Linked DNA regions of Mus musculus: region 2 is linked to region 1. A link is a contact called in public Hi-C data. All regions are on one chromosome and are shown on one strand. The core of a region is the stretch at or near the end of the contact, and the rest is flanking DNA. Distances in the headings are between cores, read along the strand shown. Region 1 holds the start of Gpr182 (G protein-coupled receptor 182). Region 2 overlaps Rdh16 (retinol dehydrogenase 16).

The links. A called contact is a pair of places that touch in the nucleus more often than the background predicts.
Region 2: a contact with region 1 is called in a Hi-C map of liver, with 2.4 times the contacts expected there. The contact joins the enhancer-like site here to the promoter of Gpr182 in region 1. A contact is called at or near these places in 14 of 39 promoter capture datasets (the 3T3-L1 cell line, 3T3-L1-derived adipocytes, the SN4741 cell line and 8 more), 1 of 15 datasets of contacts at CTCF or cohesin (the NIH/3T3 cell line), 12 of 484 Hi-C or Micro-C datasets (the G1E-ER4 cell line, colorectal tumor organoids, embryonic stem cells and 3 more), 18 of 115 datasets of contacts at active chromatin or transcription factors (T-cell acute lymphoblastic leukemia, bone marrow-derived macrophages, cardiomyocytes and 11 more) and 3 of 9 other capture datasets (adipose tissue, embryonic stem cells and liver).

Annotation. Positions count from the first base shown.
Region 1 is chr10:127,750,015-127,753,792 of GRCm38.p6, reverse strand. Gpr182 (G protein-coupled receptor 182) reads left to right here and starts at 1,995. Exons shown (of 2, transcript NM_007412.2): 1 at 1,995-2,193; 2 at 2,697-3,778. The coding sequence starts at 2,713.
Region 2 is chr10:127,814,485-127,818,262 of GRCm38.p6, reverse strand. Rdh16 (retinol dehydrogenase 16) reads right to left here. Exons shown (of 4, transcript NM_009040.3): 4 at 2,424-3,778. Among named protein-coding and RNA genes, the nearest start is that of Rdh16, 15 kb to the right of the region's middle. Within about 2 kb of position 2,167, at least 7 of the 459 cell types and tissues checked have an H3K27ac peak or open chromatin away from gene starts, as enhancers often do. A contact at or near this core is called in kidney, liver and trophoblast stem cells, where this site is marked.

The DNA.
Region 1 (3,778 bases), core at 746-3,245:
AGTCCAGTGAACTAACTACACTGTCAAAAGTAAAAAAATATAAACAAGCAAACAAACAAATGGGGCAAGGTTGGAGAGATGGCTCATCAGTTGAGAGAGCCCAATGTTCTTCCAGGGGACCTGAGATGGGTTGGACACATCCACGTGGAGTGGCTCACAGCCACATGGAACTCCAGCCCCAGGGGATCTGAAACCCTCTTCTGGGCTTCAGGGGCCCTCCCAAACATGTAGCATGTACATGCACAGACATGCAAACACCTACAGTTAGAAATAAAGCCTTTAAAAACATGTAAGTAAATAAAATGAAGAGCAATAGAGATAGTTGACACAGTTGACACTGATCTCTGGCCTCTGCAGACACACCTGCACGTGCACACGCGCGCGCACACACACACACACACACACACACACACACACACACACACACACACGAGGCGGGGGGTGGGGAGAGGGAGTGGGAAAATGAGGGAAAGAAGAAGACCCAAAAAATGTCTTGACTTTCTTTTGCTGACATCATGACCACAAGCAACTTAGGGAGGAAAAGGTTTCTTTGGCTTATGTTTCTCTAGTTCATCACTGAAGGAAGTCAGGACAGGAACTCAAACAGGGCTGGAACCTGGAGGCAGGAGCTGGTGCAGAGCAGAGGCTATGGAGGGGCGCTGCTTCCTGGCTTGTTCATCAGGACTTGCTCAGCCTGCTTTCTTATAGAACTCAGGACCACCAGCCTGGGGATGGCACCACCCACCCACCATGGGCTGAGTCCTTCCCCACTGGTCACTAATTCAGAAAATGTCTTAGAACCAGATCTTATGGAGGCATTTTCTCTGTTGAGGCTAGTTTGCGTCAGCTAGCCTGCACAACATGTGCTGAAATGCCATTGAGCTGTTCAGAGAATTTGGGGGCTGGAGAGATGGCTAAGCATCTAGGAACATTTGCTGCTCTTTCAGAGGACCTGAATTTGGTTTCCAATACCCGTATGGAGTGACTCACAACTGCCTGTAACTCTGGCTCCAGGGATCTAACACCCTCTTCTGGACTCTTAGCATACACAAGGCATACACAACACACACTTACACATTCATACACACACAAAAAACAAACAAACAAGCAAACAAACAAATAGGAAATCTTTAAAATGGCTAATATTGTTATGAGGATCTCAGTCATATCTTTAATCCCTTGCAGTTGGCACACCCTTGTCTGTACATCCTACCAAATGCAGATTCAGGTCCAGACGGTCAGCCGTGTGCCATGTGCCTGGTGTAAAACAGCCGAACTCTGGGCCCCAACATGTTGAGAAGCTCCCCACATCAGCAGACCTTTGATTCCAAAATGGAAGTTCTGGGGGTGGGGGTGGGGCAGGGGGTTGTAACCATGAAAGGGGACACATTGAAGCCCGGAGTGACTGCAGTGTGGTTTTGTCCTTGTCACTGCAGACACACACGGGAGAGAGACTCTAAGCCATCAAGAGAAATGAAAGCATGCATTTCTGTATTCATATAAGAAATTGGCCCCGGGGGCTGGAGAGACAGTTAAGAGCACTTGTTGCTCTTGCGGAGGACCTGGGTTTGGTTCCCAGCTCCCACGTGATGGCTCACAACCATCCACAGCTACAGTTGCAAGAGATCAGACTTCCTCTGACTTCCTCGGTGACCAGGCACAAATGTGTTACTTGTATGTACATGTGGGCAAAATAAACTCACACACATAAAATAAACTTTAAAAAAATAAAAACAAAGAAAAAAGAAATTTGCCATGAGATCTTGTTTTATTTGTTGTTGTTGTTGTTGTTGTTGGGTTTTTTGGTTTTTTGTTTGTTTTGTTTTTGTTTTTTTGGTTGCCCCATTTTGCAGAGGTGAGAAGAACCGAGACTTAAGGAGGCTAATCTGTACGGCTACTGAGTCTGGGTTTCAATGCTCGCAGCTTGGCCATCTCCCCACTCCCACCCCTGACACATACACACACTGTCAGTCTCTCGGATGTCCGTCCCCTTTGACTGGATTGGGAGGATACAGGAAAAACCCCAGCCCTCTCCCACAGAGCCTCAGCAAGTGACAGCTACTTCCTGCAGGCAAGCAGAGCTGCCTGGAGCCAGCAGCAGCGCCTGCTCCGCAAAGCTGCCTCTGCAGCCTCCTGGCACTAACAGCCCCATCCACAGGCTCCCCGGGACAGGTGCTCCCAAGAGAAATCCAGGTGAGTGCTGAACTCTCCCTGGGAAGATGACAGTCAGGGACTGGAGACAAATGGCTTTCCCATGGGATCCAAAGATTTTCCCAGGGGCAGCTCAGAGGTGTGAGGGGTGGGTGGGTGTCTGTCTGTGTGTCTGTGTATCCCAAACCTATGACCAAATAGCAAGGCAGAACAGGAACCCCTAATGGAGATTGCACTAAATTAGTAAAATCTCAAGAGGGAATCAGAATTAGAGACCACTGGGGATGCTAGTAAGCTGGAATTGCTGGGAAGAAACCTTGTTGGGTACAAGTAACACCAATTTTCCTACAAAATGTCTGTTCTTGGGTCAAACTAACGCAGACATAATCTGAGTCCTAAACATGCTTTTCTCACCTTCCCTCAGCCAGAGAGTTCCCCCAGGCCCCTGAGGCCTTTTAGTTGGAGGTATGGGGGCAGACAGAGGCTGCCTTCTCAGGGACTCTCTCTCTCTTTCTTCTTTTCCAACCCTCTCTTCTGTCCAACAGACCCAAGTTGGCCCTCATGTCAGTCATACCCAGCCCCAGGCCCGTCTCCACCTTGGAACCGGACAATGATTTTAGAGACATCCACAACTGGACAGAGCTGCTCCACCTCTTCAACCAGACCTTTACCGATTGCCACATAGAATTCAACGAGAACACCAAACACGTGGTCCTCTTCGTCTTCTACCTGGCCATCTTCGTGGTAGGCTTAGTAGAGAACGTCCTGGTGATATGTGTCAACTGCCGCCGTTCAGGCCGGGTGGGGATGCTGAACCTGTACATCCTCAACATGGCCATCGCAGACCTGGGCATCATCCTGTCTCTGCCTGTTTGGATGCTGGAGGTCATGCTGGAGTACACTTGGCTCTGGGGCAGCTTCTCCTGTCGCTTCATTCATTATTTCTACCTTGTCAACATGTACAGCAGCATCTTCTTCCTGACGTGCCTCAGCATTGACCGCTACGTCACCCTCACCAACACCTCTCCCTCCTGGCAGCGCCACCAGCACCGAATACGGAGGGCCGTGTGCGCAGGCGTCTGGGTCCTCTCCGCCATTATCCCACTGCCGGAGGTGGTGCACATCCAGCTGTTGGATGGCTCCGAGCCCATGTGCCTCTTCCTAGCACCTTTTGAAACGTACAGCGCCTGGGCCCTGGCAGTGGCCCTGTCGGCCACCATCCTGGGCTTCCTACTGCCTTTTCTTCTCATCGCAGTGTTCAATATCCTGACAGCCTGCCGGCTTCGGAGGCAAAGGCAGACGGAGAGCAGGCGCCACTGCCTGTTGATGTGGGCTTACATAGTTGTCTTTGCCATCTGCTGGCTGCCCTACCAAGTGACTATGCTGCTGCTCACTCTGCACGGGACCCACATCTTCCTCCACTGTCACCTGGTTAACCTTCTCTACTTCTTCTACGAAATCATCGACTGCTTTTCCATGCTGCACTGTGTGGCCAACCCCATCCTCTACAACTTTCTCAGCCCGAGCTTCCGGGGCCGACTGCTGAGCCTTGTGGTCCGTTACCTTCCCAAGGAGCAGGCCAGGGCAGCAGGTGGTCGAGCCTCCTCTTCTTCTTCCACCCAGCACT
Region 2 (3,778 bases), core at 918-3,417, 64 kb before region 1:
TTCCAGTTACAACCAAAAATATCTTTCTAAGGCTCTGCCTCCCATCCCCAAAAGATACCAAGAGCCATGATTGTGGATCGTGACAGCACCAACGGGAGGAATCAGGTCAATGTTCCCCCAGCCATGGTTAATGCCCACTCATCCAAGGATGAGAAAATCATTTGATCACCTCAGTTAAGTGTGGCCTTATTAAGCTAAATTCTTAGGGGGGAGAGAGGTTGGAGACCATACCGTGAAAAGGGAAAGCCCTTCACAGCCTCCCACCCTAACAAGCCAAATGGCTTTGTGCTATGGAGTCGATCGTCACCCCCTCCTCTCTGTTCCCTGCCTGTCATCCAAGGCTGTTGAGGAGGATCCATGCACTCTCCTTCAATGTTATCTTACTATAGTGCCTTTAAAAATTGTATCCTGATACAGGTAGTCTTCACCAGTGTTCCAATGCCCTAGAAAGACCTTGTAAGCTGACTACATGGAATTCAGTAAGAATTTAACAAGGAAGTTACCTATTCAGTAACCAATTAGCATTATAAAAGACAGAGCCAACAGCTCAGGGCTAGTCTGCAAGATGTTTACTAGGACAGAAAGCACAGTCTTATCCAGATAGGGTTTACCATGAGAAAAGCTAGGAAATCCCACTGAAACAGGTTTCTTCACTAGGCCCTAAGAATTCAGGCAGAACTATAGAGCATAAATAAATTTTATGCCTCAGCCCAGCCTTTTCTTTTTTATATTAACAACAGGCAGGAGATGTAACCTCCCCCGCCCCCAGCTTGAAATCTGGCTGATCAGGTTTGACTGTTAGCACAAGGAGAGCATCAGGGGTGGAGCCAGCCACCCTATCGGTCTGCCACTCCCACAGCTGCTACCTGCTGCCTAGCTGTTCAGGAGACACGTGGTCACCTGAAACTGGACTCCAAGGATGATTTGGTCGGAATGGGCCCCTTCCCCTTCTTCATAACCCAGTGTCTCAGAATAGTAAAATTGAACCTTGATCAGACTGATGTCTTGATTTTATTCTTTCTCACGCCGCCTAGTTCCCTCTTCTCTTCCAGGTTCCAAGTTGCCTCCCAGGCTAGAACCCAGACATGTGGGCCACTGGCCAGCCTCAACAGAGGACCATGGTTCTATCAGGAAGAGGTGCAATAAGTGATTTATTACAGTTCTTCCTTAAGGTCTGGGCCTTGGTTATCAGTGGTTTATCTGTGAATCTAAAGCTGGGCCACTCTCCCTACAAGCGGGCAAGCTGCCCATGGGTCTGCTCTACATTTGGCCTTCTGTTCCTTCTCTCCTGTGCCTGATTCTGTTTAAATTATGGCTGATATTCCTTGTCATCCTGCCTCCACTTCTGTCTCTGCTCCTGCGTGTGCAGAAACTAATAGGACATTTGTCATGGGGCTATTAGCACACATGTCCGCAGAATCCTAGCTCTGAACTGCATCTTGCAAAATGTAGTACTAGGCTTTCTTGACCAAAGTTCGTGCAGATATTGGTGCTGTTGGATCTTGTCTCGCTTCAACAGTGAGTTCACTAGAGCATACCTTCTTTTTTTTTTAAGGCATGAAAATCTTTATTTTTAAAAAGAGACTGTATTTTTACATAAATATACAACAGAGTTCAACTGTAGAAAAAATAAACTATACTCGGGGAAACTGTGCTCAACATGGCAAGCAAGTTCCCTCCCTCAAGAGGAGGCCGCACACCAGGCCACACCTGGAAGGACCTTACTACCCTCCAGAAACCCCAGCAACATGCCCACAACATTGACCAGAACCCAGGTACATCTATCCAACAGACCCCAGATACCTTCTATGGACATTTCCCGATCCTCTCTCCTACAGTTCTCTCCTTATCAACCCTGATAGTGGTGGACACTCTTATTGAATCAAGGTCTTCTGGAAAGCAGGAGGATCTAGATAGGACCCTGGAATTTTTGGGTAAAGTCAGAGAGAATAGGAAAGTGGATGTGGGTCTGTTGCATGAGCCACAGGGCTGAAGAGAAAGTCTCAGGACATGTTGTTGATTCATGGAGGTCCCTCAGTCCATCCATCCATCTATCCTTAGATTCTCACACAAGCCAAAGGACAGTTCCCAGCTGTTCCTCTACTCTGTCCTGAGGAGGGTGGGCTGATCTCATTCCTGGCCAAACCATGTGAATATTTAACAAGACAGCTCTTCTGATCTCTGGGCTATTCTGATCTGCTGAGGTAGATGGGAACAAAGCCATCTACTGGGACCAGGAGTCCAGTTCAGCCAGGTTAGGAAACACTTTCTCCCAAAAGGCAGTGTACCCCACCCAACCAACACTTTCTTCTTCATGCATAAAGGGGAGCAGAGGAGCCTAGAGTCAGTGCTAACTAGGGTGGAAACAGGCCCACTGTCAAACCCATTCCTTGACTTGGACAGATGCCACAACTGCTCAGTCTGAACTAATAACCAGAATTTTATTGTATTCTAATAGTTGAAGATCTCAGGTTGGAGGGATGGGTCTTGGTTGGGTACAGTGCAATTCTCATGCATGATTGAGTGAAACATCCTCTTGTGCCAGCCTGAGTCATTCTATGTCCCTCTGAGTACACTGGCTTCTAAGAACAACAACAAAAAACTGGGTGAGGAGGAAAGGGGAAATGTTGCAGGCATCCTGGGATCACCTTACAGAGTACTTCCTGCTAATTACACATGGTTCTGTCTCATCATGATGTTCTTGAGTCTCTACCCATACTTGGGGCTGTAGATCTGTCCTGGGTGCTGCCCCTTCCCCTGTGAAACCATCACGATGCTCCAGAGTATACTGAGAAAGGTCCAGCCTCCTGACCTTCTCACAGGGCACAACATGCAGAGATGCTGTTGATGTACTACAGCATGATTTATGTAGTGATGAAGACAGTAAGGCTAGAGCTTACAAGGTCATGGTAAACCTGCCATGCAGTGAGACATCTCAAAATAAAATGAAACAAGATGCAGTATCAGTACATGGTTTGAAGAAATGAGTCCAAAATCAAGAATGCTTCCTGCTGTTCAGTATAACCCAAATTCATTTCCTGACAGCCATATTGTATGGCTGAAAGCTTCTTTCCATTTTTCTTTTCTTTTCTTTTTAAAAATTTATTTATTTTATATATGTGAGTACACAGTCGCTATCTTCAGACACCAGAAGAGGGCATCAAAACCCATTGCAGGTGGTTGTGAGCCACCACGTGGTTGCTGGGATTTGAACTCAGGAGCTCTGGAAGAGCAGTCAGTGCCCTTAACTGCTGAGCCATCTCTGCAGCCAGCTAAAAGTTTCTTGTAACCAGCAACCCTCATCTTTCTTCTCATCTCTGAGGTGCTCCCACACATGGAACACACAGGTAAACACACATATGCTCAATGGTCCTAAAAAACTCAAAATAACATAGGTAAAATGAATGACCAGGCAACTGATAGGGTAGAGGAATTTCTATTTTCATTAATCCAGAAATTATTGTATATTTACAAGTTTCTCCTGCGTCCCCTCTTCCCCCACATTTCTACTGAGAGAAGAGGAGTCAGGCATCTATGGGAACCCCTTCCCAGGGCAAGTCTGTACTTAGCCCAGGATTCTCTGTCTCTTCCACACATGATTTCACTGCACAGCCTACTCTTAAACCTCACCAACCTAGCAGCAGGCAGAGCCAGCTCTCAGAGGCCATGAGAAGTTCAAGACCCTTATTCTTTTGAAAAATGTCCAATATGAAAGACTAGTGTTGAGAAGGATACTCTCTACATGGTCACATAGTGATTCTACAGGAAAAAGACTTGT